Regions from separate parts of the Zea mays genome. Here region 1 is linked to region 2. A link is a contact called in public Hi-C data. All regions are on one chromosome and are shown on one strand. The core of a region is the stretch at or near the end of the contact, and the rest is flanking DNA. Distances in the headings are between cores, read along the strand shown.

Region 1 (2,884 bases), core at 377-2,876, 170 kb after region 2:
GGTGCAGACTAACAATATGCATAGTTCCATTTTGTTCACAAGCTTTACATGTCACTTGGAAAGAAGGGGGGCACAAAAAAAAATAAAGGAACATTCCATAACCACAAACCTCATAAGTCATGTTGTCTGGATCATCATCATCATCACCACCACCATTACCATCCTCCTGCCACAATTATCAGAACCTTCAGACTTCAGTTCCCTAGCTTTTCACATCTCAACTAACTGATTCAGAAAGATAGAAAGATGCCGAGCTGCCAACCTCCTCCTCGTCCTCTTCGTTTTGATGGTCGTGCCCGTCGTCAGAGTCAGACGGAGACGGCACGCAGCTGATACCTGAACAATCATGGCGCGCGGCGCGCCAGCGACAACACAAGGACCAACCACAATTATGAGACGCGATGCGAGTATGCGACGGGCACAATAAGAACCCGACGAGTGCCAGTCACATCATGCAAAACGAAACGCATCTGAATCTGCTGGACCATCGTCCATAGGCAGAGCAGAGGCAGAAGCAGACCATACCGTCGCCGTCGTCGTCGACGCTGAGGCCCTCCATCTCCTGCTGCAGCTTCGTGGCGTACTCGAAGTCCGAGGCGATCTGGGCGTCATCCGTGCCTGGATTCCTCCTGGACGAAGCAGCTGCTGCCGCAGCAGCGGTGCTGCTCTGTGCATGGTATTCCTGTGACGGCGCACTGGATCCTGCGCCTCTCATATAGTTCTCCTGGTTGCTGCCGTGTGCTCCTTCCAAGATCGACTGGTGTAAACCCTCCTGCGATCGTGGAAGCTAGCTTTCTCTTCAGTGGAGACTGGAGATCCTACTTTCTAAGATAGTGGAAGAAGGAAGCAAAAGGAAATGATCCGCTGCGTGTTCGTGGAAGAAGCAAAGATGTATGTATGTACACAAATACAAGGCTGGCATGGCGGGTAGACGCCATACATGTGTACGCATGCATGCTCGTGCTGAAGGCGAGGAAGGGGCACGTACCTGGCCGGGAAGAAGATCGGCGAGCACAAACTGGAGCAGCTCGTCGTCGAGGTCGTCGAGGCTCACCTCTACCACCGCGCCGCGCGTGGGCGAGCTGGCGTAGTGCACGGTGACCCTTCTCAGGGCCCCGGACTGCCCCACGGTGGCCATGATTAGCCGGCCACCGCACCGAGACAGGCGTGAGCCGGTTTGCCTGCAGGCCATGGCACAGCATCTCTCTCATAATCAATTCGGACCAAGAAAGTCCCTGATCAGCAGGAACACGAGGTGACACAACACAACCACCTCCCGTAACCACTTCGTCGTTGATGTCAACTGTTATAGACCTGAGCCTAACACTAGTGGTTTAATTTTTAGAGTAAAAAAATGTTTTTTTGAAGAAAAAACTCATCCAAATCTCTCATGTTCTTGTGAGTCATGCGGTGTACTGCACATAGCTGAATTCTCAAGAAAAAAGGAAACCGCAGGAGAAGGCACTCGAGTCAAGAGCCAAGAACATGGAAGAGCTAGCAGAATCAAATTGCAAAAAAAAGAGAAAGAAGGAAGAGGGGGAGGAGGATGCTTGGTGTACGTACCTCTGTTCGTTGGTGTCTCTTGTTGTCTGCTCTCTTCTCTCTCTCGACTCGAGGTTTGTTGAAGGGATGGGTGCTTTGTTAATGGGGAGAGTGGGTGGCTGCCTGCCTCGGTGTTTTATACGTAGAGACACACAGCCAGGTCGCTCTCACTGTCTTCTTTTTTTGAATATAATTCCATGGATGGACAAAGAAACATCATTGTTTACGCTCTTATACTTTCCGGCCTGACTGTCTCCGAGTTTGATTTCACCAATCCACAGTAAAATCTTGCCAGCGATCTTGCCGTTTTCCGAATTCCAACTCGCCTCGCGTTTTTCAGTTTCAGCTGGGTCTTCCTCCGAAACTTGCCAGTTAGTTCTTTGGAAGGACAACCTGAATATGGGTGGGCAAGCACAAGTATGATGCATGTTTTTTTTTTTTTGCAAACTATATAATGCTGTCCAAGTGCTTCAGATCATAGAGCTGTTTACTCTGTCGCGCAGCAGATCTTGGAGTCTGGTGCAGGAACGAACCTTCATCTGGGATTCTAGGACCACACGAAGGAAGGAAGATCCTAGTTAGTGCCAGCAAGAAGCAGATATAGAAAACCCTACTTGCTTCAGACCATGCATGTGTCCATGTTCGAATTCTTGGCATCCACTGAAGAAATGATCTGCTCAACACACTCACTCACTACTATACTAGAGGCCGGCCGATTCCAGGCTTCCAGCCTTGACACTGAATGATCTTTATCTTTACACCAGTAGGTGGCGCGATCCTTTTTCACTTTCAACGCCGACGTCTCTCTCTCTCTCCCCTGCACAAATCGTTCTGTCAATTTCATCCGACGAAGCAATTGCCCAGCAGGATCGCTGCGCGTCAGCACGAGAAGACTGGCCGCCAGGACATACACGGAGGAGGCCGAAGACTTGGAGAGCCGAGTCAGTCAGGTCAACCGTAAAGTAATCTCCGTCCTTTCTGCTAGCCTAGGCTAGCTGATGGTGTCATGGAGATAACTACAATAGAACAATATTACCCCTTGACTATTTCAACTACCAAGTAGTCTACTTCTACCATACATCTGATACATGGCCCAGAATCCCATTTGGCTTCTGACACTACCAATCTCCATAGGGGGGAGGACAAGGACAAGCAGCTACTATCTGCCTATCTGGTATCTCATGATTCCAGTGCGCCACCTATACGGGGGGATTGGGACCGTGCCGGCCAGAATTAGCTAGCGGGCCATGCCGTGCCGGCCCACGGGCCCCGAGCGAGTCTCAAGCACGACCAGTTAGGTTAATAACTGTGTCGGGCTGGTCCACGACCCGACATGTCTAAC
Region 2 (3,276 bases), core at 306-2,805:
ACCACTGGCGCCGGTGGAGATGAAGAACGGCGAGTAACTGCCTCTGCAGTGGGTCGAGGCGGCGGTGGTGCCTCCAAATCGACGTCCATAGGAGCGGATGCAGACGATCCCACGTCAACCACCGGCACCGGTGGCGACGGGGTTGCAGTGGGGAGTCCACACTCCACCACCGGCAGCGGAACCACCGCTGTCCATCCATGGATAACGCAGAAGTGCACATTTTGCACTTGCACACGGCGTTCAGGGATCGCGTGCACCGGTGGAAGCGCAGTGGCTTGCCCAACGGTGAACGCTTCCAACATCGCATCATCAACAATGTGAAGAACCTCGCGCATACGGCGTATGCGCATGGAAACGGTATGCTCCATACCTTGCTGTTGATGTGCAGATCGATCTTGCTGTTCTTGTCAAGAACAGCGTGTTCTTCCTCTTTTCCCTTCTCTGATTTCTCCTTGAGACAGTGCTGATAACGTGTTGCGCTCTATTGCAGTGCTCAGTGGTAATCAGTAGAGAGACAAGAGCGAATGAGACAAAACGACTGGTGTGTCTTGTTTATTGCAGAGATCCTCTTTATATACATGTGTACAAAGGGCATCTGACCCGTAGATCAAATAACTGTAAAATGGACGGTTGGATGGGTCTTGATCATATGTACAATATTTTGTAACAGATGGTAAATCTTCCATTGGAAACGAAACCGGAAAGCAAAACCAAATTAAATGCTTTTTTTAATGGCAACGGGGGCAGAGATCGATAATCCCCAACCTGAGTTTTGTATTGCATGGCGGCCCGCATCATCCCCGAGAGAAGGGGTTACAACAATTGAGTAACGGGGACTAGAAGAGTGAGTGAAGCTGGCTATCTAAAATTAGAGAACAAAGGTAGTGAGATGTAGAGCTACTAAATTTTGAAGAGGCGCATTTACATATTTTATTGGACATGTTTTTATTTGGACAATAGCCAAATTTAATTTAACAATATGATCTGACTAGTCCCTTGTAGTTGCTCTAGGTTCAAACGTCTATATATATCTCTAATTTTTTGTAGATTCTAGAAGTTGTACGTTTTCGGTATATAAACAACTTTATGTTCCGGGGTTCTTTGTTGCAAATTGCAGTGTTCCTTGGGTGCCCAGCACTCGGTTTTCTCCTATAGAATCAGCAAAGTTAGAAGGGACACACGACCGGCCTGTTATGATAGGTCTATATGGGCCATATTCTTTAAGATGGGCCGTCTGTCTTAGCCACTAACGCGCATCTTATACCGATTCGCCGATTCCTGGGCTTCACCTACAAATCGATCCAGAGACGTAGCAGTGTAGCACACCCGGGAAGGAAATATTCCCACGTTCTTTGACTCGGCCGAGTCTAAGACCCGATCTCTCAGCTCCGACCATGCCGGGCTCCGCTACACCTCGTCGTCGCCACGACGCCATGCCACTGCATGCTCCTCCATCGCCGCCCTGCCCCGATCATCTTTGACCGACGACCCGGCCTGCGTGCTCCTCAGTCCTCACCACCGTGCCTTTATAACTGACGGTGGCACGCGCGTCGTCCTTGCAGCTGCAGTTGGCGGCGTCATCGTCACCGTCACATAAACCAACTCGATCGATCGCGTGCGACTGCGAGCCGTCCGTCCGTCATGGCGGACGTGCTGGTGGGCTCCGAGCGCCGTGTCCTCATCAGCGGCTACGGGTACGGCCTTCCCCCGCAGCCCCCGCCCCCGCCGCCGGCAGAGAGCCAGCTGCTCGGCCGCCTCGACCAGATCGACCTCCGGGTACGTGCGATCCCGACGTGTAGTTGTACTGTATACATACATCCATGAATGGTCCATGCACGCCGATGACGCGGGCACATTGATGCGAAGCGACTGATGACTCCATGCGCACGTATTTTGGTGCAGCTGCGGCAGCTGGAGGAGCAGCAGCAGCGCCGCCCGTCGCACGCCGACCCGGCCCCGGCCCCGGCCCGCCGCGCGCCGGCGCCGCAGCACCAGCACACCAAGTCCCTGCCGTCGGCGCTGCAACACGTGCAGGTGCGGAGCGACCTCATGGACCGCCTCAACCTGCTGGAGTCCCGCATCAGGCAGCTCAGCAGCGAGCTGGACCTGGACGTCGGCGGCAAGGCCGCCGGCCACGCCGCCCACCAGCTGGTGCTGGGGACCTCCTCGTCGGTGCCGCAGGTCGAGGACCCCGCCACGTGGTCCGACCTCGCGCCGGTGGCGGTGGTGGACCCGGCCCCTGCTGCGGCGTTCGGCGGCGGCGGCGGCGGCAACGAGAGCAAGAGCAAGCCCGCGGCGGCGGCGGCCGGCGGGAGCTGGAGCGCCGTGGAGATCCTGCAGCGGGGCGCGCGCCAGCTCCACCGCAGCACCAGCAGCAAGCCTAACGCGCCCACCAAGGTGAGCTCCGCAGTCCGCTCCCCGACGACGACAAAGACACTCTGACCGATTTCTGCGCACTGGTAAACGAATACAGAGGCGACAAAACGTTGAAAAATCTGACCTTGTTTCGTTTGGTTTGGAAAAAAAAAGGTGAAGAAACTGCAAGAAACAAAATGCGCGTGCCAGAAGGAGAAGAGGAAGGCGGAGCGCAGCAAGACGAGCAGGCGGTGGTTCATGGTTGGATGCTGAAGAAGTGGAAGTTGGCAGTAACACGCATGGCGATGAACTAACTGATCTTGGTCGATCGTGTACAAGCCATATATATATATATATTTTTTGTATTGTTTTTGTACTCTGCTTTGATCTACTTCCGTCCACCATTAGTTGTAAAGTATTGTCATGGTCCATGAATGCAGCATTTTTCTCGTCTATCAAATGAAGAAGAACTTCCTAATGACTTGTTTCCGTGGAGCATTCAGGTTCTCCAGCGGCGCTCAGTGGGACTCTGGGAGGATCTGCTGCCCTTGCTCTTGCAGTCTTGCAGCAGCGTCTTCCACTTCTCACCCACGTGACCACGTCTGGTGCTAACACATTTGGGTTGGGTCCCCCCAAGGAAAGGGAAGCAAAGCAAAGCAAAGCGACGCCGACGCGTCTCCAAGAATAGGCAGCATGCACCTGGCGGGTTGTGGAGCGCACGCCTCGGCGCTGGGCTCTGGCCACCATCCCAAACATAGCGGGCGGCTGCTTAAACTTGGCAAGCCGGTAGCCACCACATAACCCGCCATTTCACCGCTTCCCTCCTCCCTCTCCTCCGATTGGGCCCACCAACCAGGGAGAGGGTGAGAGGGCCCCGCCACCGTCAACAAAACAACCCACCCAACCCCAGTCACAACGAGG

The links. A called contact is a pair of places that touch in the nucleus more often than the background predicts.
Region 1: a contact with region 2 is called in a Hi-C map of root tip, with 8 times the contacts expected there. The contact joins the promoter of LOC100272915 here to the promoter of LOC100278437 in region 2. A contact is called at or near these places in 13 of 25 Hi-C or Micro-C datasets (bundle sheath, ear, endosperm and 5 more).

Annotation. Positions count from the first base shown.
Region 1 is chr9:27,238,504-27,241,387 of Zm-B73-REFERENCE-NAM-5.0, forward strand. It overlaps LOC100272915, which reads right to left and starts at 1,627. Exons shown (of 8, transcript NM_001328379.1): 1 at 1,564-1,627; 2 at 989-1,181; 3 at 526-772; 4 at 263-336; 5 at 110-166. The coding sequence starts at 1,138.
Region 2 is chr9:27,068,980-27,072,255 of Zm-B73-REFERENCE-NAM-5.0, forward strand. LOC100278437 reads left to right here and starts at 1,556. Exons shown (of 3, transcript NM_001152034.3): 1 at 1,556-1,776; 2 at 1,903-2,397; 3 at 2,530-2,815. The coding sequence starts at 1,642. The coding sequence ends at 2,628. It overlaps LOC103638155 (probable receptor-like protein kinase At2g21480), which reads left to right and starts at 3,164. Exons shown (of 1, transcript NM_001407493.1): 1 at 3,164-3,276.